Linked DNA regions of Mus musculus: region 1 is linked to region 2. A link is a contact called in public Hi-C data. All regions are on one chromosome and are shown on one strand. The core of a region is the stretch at or near the end of the contact, and the rest is flanking DNA. Distances in the headings are between cores, read along the strand shown. Region 1 holds the start of Rbm15b (RNA binding motif protein 15B). Region 2 holds the start of Cdv3 (carnitine deficiency-associated gene expressed in ventricle 3).

Region 1 (5,086 bases), core at 2,089-4,588, 3.5 Mb before region 2:
TGCACTGCAGCTCCAGGGAACCTGATGCCTTCTGGCCTCTGACACATGCTCTCATGCATGCAGATTTTTTTCAAGGCTTTCATTTTGTTTTGTTTTGGTTTTTGCTGCAGTGCTACTACATTGGAGCCACAGATGATGCTGCCACCAAGATCATCAATGAGGTGTCGAAGCCCCTGGCCCACCATATCCCTGTGGAAAAGATCTGTGAGAAGCTGAAGAAGAAAGACAGCCAGATCTGTGAACTAAAATACGGTGAGTGTGACTCGGACCCTGTGCCTTCTACCATCTCTGCATACCCTTTCTGGACTTAACTTTCTAGCCAGAAGAGTCATCAAAAGCGGGTTTGTAGCATAAAGGATGATTCTCTGTGCTGCAGGGAACAGACTTGCGCATCGAACATAGGTGGAGGTCAAAGGGTGACTTAACATACTTTGAAGGATGAGGGTTGACCCAGAGGCCATCTGATAGAGCAGTGCAGATAGAGATTATAGATAGTGGTGGAGTACGTAGAGGTCAAGTTGGACAGAGCCTTGGGGGGAAATTTGGCTTTTAGTCTAAAAACTTGGGAGCTTTAGAAGTTTTTGAGCAGAGAAGTGATGTGGTGGGAACTTGAGTTCAACAGTCATGGCTCTAAACCCCAGGCGTGACAGTTACAGCATCACCATGGCAGAGCCCATCTGGTTGCACAGAATCCTAGTCTCGAGAAGAGCTAGGCCTCTCCTATAAAGTTTAAACGATGCCAGTGTTTACTGCACTAATGTTCGGGAATTTTGTACTTGTGTGAATTTGATTTGGTATCCTGGTTGGTTCTGGTGTCGGTTTGTTTGGGTCACGTGGGTTATGGAGTAAGTGTCTGACTCTGGTGCCTCTTGGGGAGGCTAGGGGTGTGTCTGCTCTGCTCAGCCTGGAGCTGTCCTTTGTGCTGGCATGTAGGAAGCCCTCGGGGAACTGGAGCTATGTTCCTTCTCTAAACCACATAGGCTGTCTGCACTGTGTGTCTTATGGTGGCTACTGACAGCCTGAGGTGGCCTTCCTGGTGAAGACTGTCATCTCAATCTTGGGCGCAGTGTGCATTTGTCTTCCCGGCCGCACGTAGGGCTGGACATCCTAAGGATGGTTTGACGTGCAGCACAGTTGGGCCTGCAGCCTCTCCTGCCCAGCCATTTACTCTCCTGCTCTCCCTGCAGACAAGCAGATTGACCTGAGCACAGTGGACCTGAAGAAGCTCCGGGTGAAAGAGCTGAAGAAGATCCTGGACGACTGGGGGGAGATGTGCAAAGGCTGTGCAGAAAAGTCTGACTATATCCGGAAGATAAATGAACTGATGCCTAAATACGCCCCCAAGGCAGCCAGCGCACGGACTGATCTGTAGTCTGCCCAATTCCTGCTGCACCTGAAGGGGAAAAAGCAGTTTATCTGTCTCTTCCCCAAATAACCATTTTGTAATTTATTTTTTAAGCGGGCTCCTGACAATGAGATGTGAACCTAGAGCTTTCCTAGTGATGCTGGCTCTGCAGTTCCCTCTTGCCCATCCCCGAGTGGGGACAATTTCCCCATCCCCAAGTGGGGACAATTTACTTCCTTCTTTGCTGGTTTACTCTAGGACTTCAAAGTTTGTCTGGGATTTTTTTATTAAAAAAAATTGTCTTTGGAGAGTTGAGCTGGCACAGTATTCTGTCCTATAGATTACTGGTTTATCTTTCCAGTCTGAAAAGATCCCTCAGCCTGCCAGTGCTGAGGGCCTGAAACTCCCATAACAGGACTTAAGAGCTTGGGCAGCCAATGTCTTGTGGGTTTGGGCTTCTGGGTGTCTGATACTTCAGCCTGGTGAGGTTAGACTTGACCCCTGACCCCCACCCCCATCCAGTCCAGTAGCAGGGGCTGAAGGTTCTTGAGCTGCTGTTAAGTCTAAAGGACATTTACATTTGGCTCAGCCTATGCAGAAGGAGAACTGTGAGCTGAGTACAGGTGGTCAGACCATAGCGTATCTTTACCCCGCCTGGTACTTAAACTATTCATTCATCGGGGTTCCAGTCTAGCATCAGAACAAGGACCCTTGCTTACCTATATTTTTGGCAAAGTTGGCAGGAATCGGTTTACAAAGAAGCAGTGTGAGCTGGTTGTAGTGGAAGGCCTGAGGGAGTTGTGTGCACTGTGGTTTTCAGTTGCTCCCTTTGCTGGCACTTGTGAACTGTGCCTCAGTGGGGAAACTTTGCTCCTGCTGCCTCCAGAGATAATGAGAAAGGAGCAACTGCTAAGAAGTTATGTTTTCCAAAAGGCTCGTCTTAGCTATCTTCTTGTGTGGTCCCCAAATTCACTTTGCATTCGCAGGGCCTTACATGAAGCCCTCTGCTGTTTCTTCCAAGTTCCTCCTGCACTTTCTCCTCCTGCTGGTTGCTTTCTGCTTATGGGAGGAGGGAAGAGCTGGGTGCGTTCTTCGACATCCTACAGATGCATCAATGATCCAGCAACCGTCTGTGGAGAGCATAAGCCCTAGGGGCCTTTGAGTACTCTTGCCGGTACTTCACCTCATCTCCTGGATGTGGTCAGAACACTGGCCAGCAGTCTGTCAACTTGGCAAGAAGTGATAATGGCATTACCTGCTCTTTACCCTTGGCTCAGCAGCCCCACCTTCCCAGCCTCCTGTCCGCCCAGACACCTACAGCAGAAATTTGGACCCAGTGGCACCAAGATGCCTGTCTGTAGGTTGCAAACGCATTCTAGTTTCTGTACCTGGACCCCGGGGAGGTCTCACCTGTGTCTATCAGGACAGTGCCTGAAGAATTCGAATGCATAAGATGCCTGGATGTGGGTCCTAGGCAGGGTGTAGGCATCCTTGTGTGTCTATTTTCAAGGGGGCCAACTCTGGTCCTAATCAGAAAACTCCATGGAAGGAAATAGAGTTTCTTCAATCTAGTGGCAGGTTGGAGTGGGACGCGCAACACTTGGCTTCGGGCCAAGCGGCCACACCTGCTCCGGTGGGCGTGGCCCCGAGGCGGAAAAAGATAGGCGGACCCGGAGTAGCAAGCAAGCCCTGGAGCACAAAGCGAAAGCGCAGCCGCGGCCTGCCGAGCTCGAGAGGGAATCTGCGCGCGACCCAGGAGCCGGGTGCCTGGGCTCCGGCAGCCACGCGGCGGCGCCAAAGCTCGCAAGACAGGCCGCTTCCTCTGGTTGCCAAGATGTCACGTGGTGCGGGGCCACGGAGCTCCGTGATAGGCAGCGAGCGAAACTCTCGGCCCGCCCACCGCGGTCACGTGTCGCGGCCGGCGCAGCTTGATAACGCAGCGCCGGGCCCCTCGGCGCCGCTCCCGCCCCGCCCCGCCGCCGCCGCCGCGCCGAGTCCTTTTGTCCAAGATGGCGGCGCCGGGGGCGCTGCCTCCTGGGCCGCCGCCGCCGCCGCTCTGAGGGACCCGCGGGCCGCCCGCCCGCCCGCCGAACCGGCGCGATGAAGCGGCAGAGCGAGCGAGACTCCAGCCCGAGCGGGCGTGGCTCGTCATCGTCCGCCAAGCGGCCGCGGGAGCGCGAACGAGAGGCAGAGGCGGGCGGGCGGCGGGCAGCGCACAAGGCCTCCGGCGGTACCAAGCACCCGGTCCCGGCGCGGGCTCGCGACAAGCCCCGCGGCAGCGGCGGAGGCGGCGGGCATCGCGACGGGCGCGCTGCCGGGGATGCGAATCACCGGGCGAGCGGCGGGCGCTCCTCGGGCGCGCCCGGAGGCGGGGGACGCACCGGCAAGGCCTCCGGGGACCCGGGTGCTGGCGGCGCGTCGCCCCGCGCATCTCCACTCCCGCCGCCCCCGCCGCCCCCCGGGGCGGAACCCGCGGGTCCGGGCTCCACCGCGGCTCCGGAGTACAAGACGCTCCTCATCAGCAGCCTGAGCCCCGCGCTGCCGGCCGAGCACTTGGAGGACCGGCTCTTCCACCAGTTCAAGCGGTTCGGGGAGATCAGCCTGCGCCTGTCACACACCCCGGAGCTGGGCCGCGTGGCCTACGTGAACTTCCGGCACCCACAGGACGCGCGGGAGGCTCGCCAGCACGCCTTGGCCCGGCAGCTGCTGCTCTACGATCGCCCGCTCAAGGTGGAGCCGGTGTACCTGCGCGGCGGCGGGAGCAGCCGGCGCAGTAGCAGCAGCAGCGCCGCCGCCTCCACGCCGCCCCCCGGGCCTCCCGCGCCCGCCGACCCCCTGGGCTATCTGCCCCTGCACGGTGGCTACCAGTACAAGCAGCGCTCGCTGTCTCCGGTAGCCGCCCCGCCCCTGCGGGAGCCCCGCGCGCGGCACGCCGCCGCAGCCTTCGCCCTGGATGCTGCTGCCGCGGCGGCCGTGGGACTGTCTCGAGAGCGAGCCCTGGACTATTACGGGCTGTACGACGACCGCGGCCGCCCGTACGGCTACCAGGCCGTGTGCGAGGAGGACCTGATGCCGGAGGATGATCAGAGAGCCACTCGAAACCTCTTCATCGGCAACCTGGACCACAGTGTTTCTGAGGTGGAGCTTCGACGGGCCTTCGAGAAGTACGGCATCATCGAGGAGGTGGTCATCAAGAGGCCTGCCCGCGGCCAGGGTGGTGCCTATGCCTTCCTCAAGTTTCAGAATCTGGACATGGCACACAGGGCGAAGGTGGCTATGTCTGGCCGGGTGATTGGCAGAAACCCCATAAAGATAGGCTACGGCAAGGCTAACCCCACCACCCGCCTCTGGGTGGGTGGTCTCGGACCTAACACCTCGCTGGCGGCCCTGGCCAGGGAATTCGATCGCTTCGGGAGCATTCGGACCATCGATCACGTCAAAGGAGACAGCTTTGCCTACATCCAGTACGAGAGCCTGGACGCAGCCCAGGCTGCCTGTGCTAAAATGAGGGGCTTCCCCTTGGGTGGTCCAGATCGCAGGCTCCGGGTGGATTTTGCCAAAGCCGAGGAGACTCGCTATCCCCAGCAGTACCAGCCCTCACCTCTCCCTGTGCACTATGAGCTGCTCACTGACGGATATACCCGGCATCGGAACTTGGATGCTGACCTTAGGGTGCGGGATAGGACCCCTCCACACCTTCTGTATTCAGACCGAGACCGGACCTTTTTGGAAGGGGACTGG
Region 2 (4,798 bases), core at 2,067-4,566:
CTTTATGAAGAAGCACTTACTTGAGACACTGTGCCTTATTCAGAGTTGAGTAATGCCTGCCTTCAACTCTTTAATAATCTGGAAGACAAGATCTAGATACAAATAAATGGACCTGCATCAATAATCCATGACCGGCTTGAAGGGATCAATGGCGCAAGCAAATGCAGAGAAGGAGCAGCAGCCAAGGGTTGACGCCACAGCAGTCCCTCCTGTGGTCTGCAGTGTGATGGATGGCATACGTCCCAAACGCCATTGTGGGGGAGAAATTGAGGTCGGATCGACAGAGAGTAGTGTCTTTGCGGCTGGGTCACCTGTAGTTAGTCTCTGCAGCATGAAACGGGTCCCTTGCTCTTTGACTCTAATGCCCAGAAACCAATGGCAGCTATTCTCTCGAGCTGCTCTTTTTAAGCCTCCCTGGCTACCCTCCTCCTGGCAGGTTACAGGGGTCCTAGTAACCCTAGTTCTGGGGAGGCAGAGACAGGGGGATCCCTAGTGATCACTGACCAGCCAGCCTAGCTGAATTAGTGCACTCCAAGTGCACCCCAGTGAGAAACTATGTCCATCAAAAAAAAAAAAAAAAAAAAAAAAAAAAGGTGGAGTGGCAAAATGGCTGTGTGGATACAGGTACTTACTGCCTGCAAATTGCCCTCTGACCTCGACATATACACCATGTCATTTGGGATCACATGCATATATACACAAACAAACAGAAAATGTAGACGGCACTTGAGGCCTGGACACCTAAGGTTGTCCACTGGCCTCCAAGGCGATCATGAACACACAGGTGCTTGTGTACCACACCTGCATTCACCTAGACCACCAGCAATGAGAAACAACAGCAAACCACGTTTGGCAGTGTAGGCCTAGAACCTCAACACTTTTGGAGACAGAGACAGGAGTGTTATCTATCACTCGGCCCTCCTGGGCTACACAGGAAGACCTTGTTTAAGGAAGAGAGAGAGCCAGCTGGAGAGAGGACTCGGTGATGAGAAGTACTTACCGCTCTGCCAGAGGCTTGTGTTCAGCTCCCCGCTCCCATATCAAGTGGCTCACAGTAAATCCAGGCTTAGGGGTTCAGATGTACAGTCACATCCATGTACTGATGCATGCACATAAAATAAAGATAAATACATCTTTTTGGAAAGGAGAAAAATGGGTGGGGTGTTCAACTGATAAAATAGTTGCAGGATACAGGAAACAGCTTTGTAGACAGTGGTGGGATTTAACCTCAGCAGAGGGAGGCAAAGGCAGGAAGATCTCTGAGTTCAAGGCCAGACAGGGCTACACAGGGTGACTCTATCCTAAAAACAAATGAAAGGAAACAGAAACAAAATGAGAGAGAAAGGAGAAAGAGAGAGAGAATTGGAAGTGGAGATTCAAGACCATCCTTGGCTCTGTGTTCAAGGTTAATTTAGGATACTTTAGACACTGTCTTAAAATGAGGGGGGTGGGGAGCAGGAAAGGGCAGAAAAAGAAGGAAAGAGGAAAGAAGACAAGGAAGGTAAAAAGAAAGTTTGCTAAGAGATGTTAAGCAAAGCTGGTGGCACTGGGCAGTGCTGAACTTGGACAATACCACAGGAAGATATGTGGTGTCACAAAAGGAAGTCACCTAGGAACCATCCTGGGCTGGGGGAAGAGAACAAATATGTCTGCTTATTAGCCAGGTGTGGTGGCGCACACCTTCAATTTCAGCACTTAGGAGGCCCAGGCAGGTGAATCTCTGAGTTTGAGGTCATCTCCGTCTTCAGAGCCAGTTCCAAGGCAGCCAGGACTACATAGTGAAACCTGTCTCAAAAAACAAAACAAAAGAAAGGTCTTCTTATTGTTGGCTACAGCCATAGAGCCTTCATTTATCCATCGATATGTTCAGAATGTAGGTCTTCAATAGCCACAACTAGGGAAGGACTTGTAAGGAAAGACAGGAGGGAACAGGTGTGGAAAGACATCCCTCCATTTACTAGCTGGGTCCTATCTTTCCCCCAAGGCTACAGACATAGGACTTAGCCATTTCCTCAGTGGTTGTCACAGCTTTCTCCTCTACCCTTTAGAGGAAGCAGAAGTTTAATGCATACCCAGACCACACGTCTCATAGAGAAACACACATTTGATTCTCCAAGGCCCCAAAGTCAAGTCAGGTGGAAACAAGGATATTTTTTATCCCCTTCTCTGTCCTAAGATCCAGCATAGGAGCCAAAGTTAAACTGTAGCAATCACTCAAACTCAAGTCAGAGCAGGAGCAATTCTAGGTGCAATTGTGTAACTAAAAACAAGGAAACTCCAACATCTGTATTGGGTCATTCATTCTTTAGCTGGTAGAGAGCCTCTCTAGCAAGAATGGAAACCCCTAGTATCGCTAACATAGGCACAAAAGTGCATGCCTGAATTCTCAGCACTTGGGATGGTGGAGGCTGGAAGGTCAGAAACACATTATCTTTTCTATGTATGGCGTTCAAAGCAGCCTGGGGTAGGTGAGACCCGGTCCCAAAACAAAGCAATCTCCCCCAAGCAAACAAAAAGCTTTCTGGGCTGCAGATGTTTCGGGGATCAAGTATTCACATAGTATGTGCCAATAGGGTGAAGACCCAGGAAAAGGAGGGGTTTTGTGTGTTTTCTTTTTGTGATTCTGTGGACAGACTCTGCGCTGACATGCGCCTGTCGCACGCTACCACCAAAATCACATTCCCAGCCATTCTCCATCTCACAAGAGCTAGCGTTAGAGGGTCAGATTTATTTAGCCTGACCCTGGTAGACACAGCTAGTCAAAATCAGTTCCCTTCCTTTCATGCACTGGCTTATTTAAGATCCTTCCGTAAATGGAACCACGAATACTAATCCAGCGCTCCTCATCAAAAGCATTCCATTCAGAAGAAAAGTAATAGGTGCCCGACCAGAGAGGGTGCGAGTACAGAAAAGCAGGGCAGGAGGACCAAGCTTGAACATAGCTGGCTTAACATGGTCTCTTTCCTTTTCCTGAAAGTTCAAACGCCTACCAGGCCACAGTCCTGGCGAGCAGACGCACGTGTACCCTGCGCATGCGCGCAACCAAGGCACACCCGCCCCCTCCGGCTGGTCTTCTTCAGCCAAGTCACCAACCCTCTAAATGCCCGCCCTCAAGGCAAATTCCCTGGCCAATCGGAGGCAGGAGTCACTAGGGACGTCACTCTCTTTGCCTACACCCGCTTTCTCCCCGCCCCCATACAGGGCACCGCCCCGTAGAAGGAACGGATTGTCACCTAAGCGCTCCGTCCGGGCATCTGATTGGCTCTCCCGGAAGACCCGCCCCCTTCTCATCCCGCCGCCCGCCCCCCTCGGCGCGCCCACAGCGGCGGGCGGAACCGAGCGCGCAGGCGCGGCGCTGCCTCTCTCTGCTGGTGGCCCGCCCTCCCTCCTCCCCTCCCTCCCCTCCCCGTCCCCTCTCCCCCTCCTCAGGCCCGCGCGTCTTCCTCCCGCACGCGCCGTCGTTAGCCGAGCGCTCGCCGGTGCGCGCCTTCCTTGTCCCTCAGGCAGCGGGGCGGGCGCGACCCTGCTCCACGCTCGCGGTTCCCAGCGAGGAACGTACCACCAGAGCACGGGGGGAGCCGGCCGCCCTGCCGCCCGCGCCTCGGCGACCCCGCGGGGCTGAGGCGACGCCGCACCCTGCAGCCTGAGCGCACAGCCGGCCTTGACCCAGAGCTCGGAGCCGCGAGCGCCGCGCCCTCCGCCGGCCCCACCCATCCGGACCGCGGCCATGGCCGAGACCGAGGAGCGGAGCCTGGACAACTTCTTCGCCAAGAGGGACAAGAAGAAGAAGAAGGAACGGAGCAGTCGCGCGGCCAACGCGGCGAGCGGCGCGGGCGGGAGCAGCGCGGCGGCGGGCTCCAGGCCGGGCGATGGCGGGAGCCTGGGCTCCGGTGCCAGGTCGGGCGACGGCGGGAGCTTGGGCTCCGGCTCCAGGTCGGGCGACGGCGGGAGCTCGGGCTCTGGTGCTAGGTCCGGAGACGGCGGGAGCTCGAGGTCCGGAGACGGCGGGAGCGCGGGCCCCGCCGGCAAGGCCATAACGAAGGTGAGGGTCGGGAGGCCGGCGGCCGGCCGCATGTGCCCGCCCCCGCCGGCCCGGGAGGCCACGTGACTCGGGCTTCGCACGTCGGCCCGGCGGGCGGGCGGGCTCGCGGTCCTCGGCCCCCGGGGCTCGTCTGGCCGCCCCCGTCCGCGGCCCTCTGCGCGCCGCGCCCTCTGGGCCACGGGGGTTGGGCCGGTCCCCGGGTGACGTGTGCCCGAGTCCTCGTGGTCCCGCTTGAGCCCCGCTGGGGCCGGATTTCATGTTCTTAAGGTGTTCCGAGGCTCCTCTGTGCCGCCCGGGCCAGCGTGGCTTACTCTCCCAACCACGGCCACGCAGGGCTGGGAATTGAGTTGTGGAATTTCTGTCGCCTTCTCTCCGCCGCTCAGCTCGCCCTGGGCTTGGGTTTAAGTAAAAGCGGCGGCAGAGAGGGCGTTTGGGAATTAGGCACGTCTCCGGATCTTGCAGGAACGGGCTAAACTTTACCGTCCGGCCACTAGCCCCAATTTTTGAGACAAGGTCTCACGGTGTAGCTCTGGTTGGCCTCCAGTTCACAAAGAGCCTCCGGCCTCTGTCTCTGGAGTACTGGGATTAAAGGTCTGTGTCACTGTCTGCAATTTTGTTTTTTTTTTGTTGTTGTTGTTGTTGTTGTTTTTTGTTTTTTTTAAAGATCACATTTATTTGCTTATTTGTGTGCGCGCACTCCTGTGTACGTGTGCGGAGAGGTTAGAGGCCGGGGTAAATTCTCTCTTCCCACCACGT

What was found. A called contact is a pair of places that touch in the nucleus more often than the background predicts.
Region 1: a Hi-C map of CD4 T cells shows a contact between it and region 2, with 6 times the contacts expected there. The contact joins the promoter of Rbm15b here to the promoter of Cdv3 in region 2. A contact is called at or near these places in 2 of 484 Hi-C or Micro-C datasets (CD4 T cells and muscle stem cells).

Annotation. Positions count from the first base shown.
Region 1 is chr9:106,885,327-106,890,412 of GRCm38.p6, reverse strand. It overlaps Rbm15b (RNA binding motif protein 15B), which reads left to right and starts at 3,338. Exons shown (of 1, transcript NM_175402.5): 1 at 3,338-5,086. The coding sequence starts at 3,446. Manf (mesencephalic astrocyte-derived neurotrophic factor) reads left to right here. Exons shown (of 4, transcript NM_029103.4): 3 at 111-252; 4 at 1,188-1,660. The coding sequence ends at 1,372.
Region 2 is chr9:103,364,298-103,369,095 of GRCm38.p6, reverse strand. It overlaps Cdv3 (carnitine deficiency-associated gene expressed in ventricle 3), which reads left to right and starts at 3,316. Exons shown (of 5, transcript NM_175565.3): 1 at 3,316-4,042. The coding sequence starts at 3,728.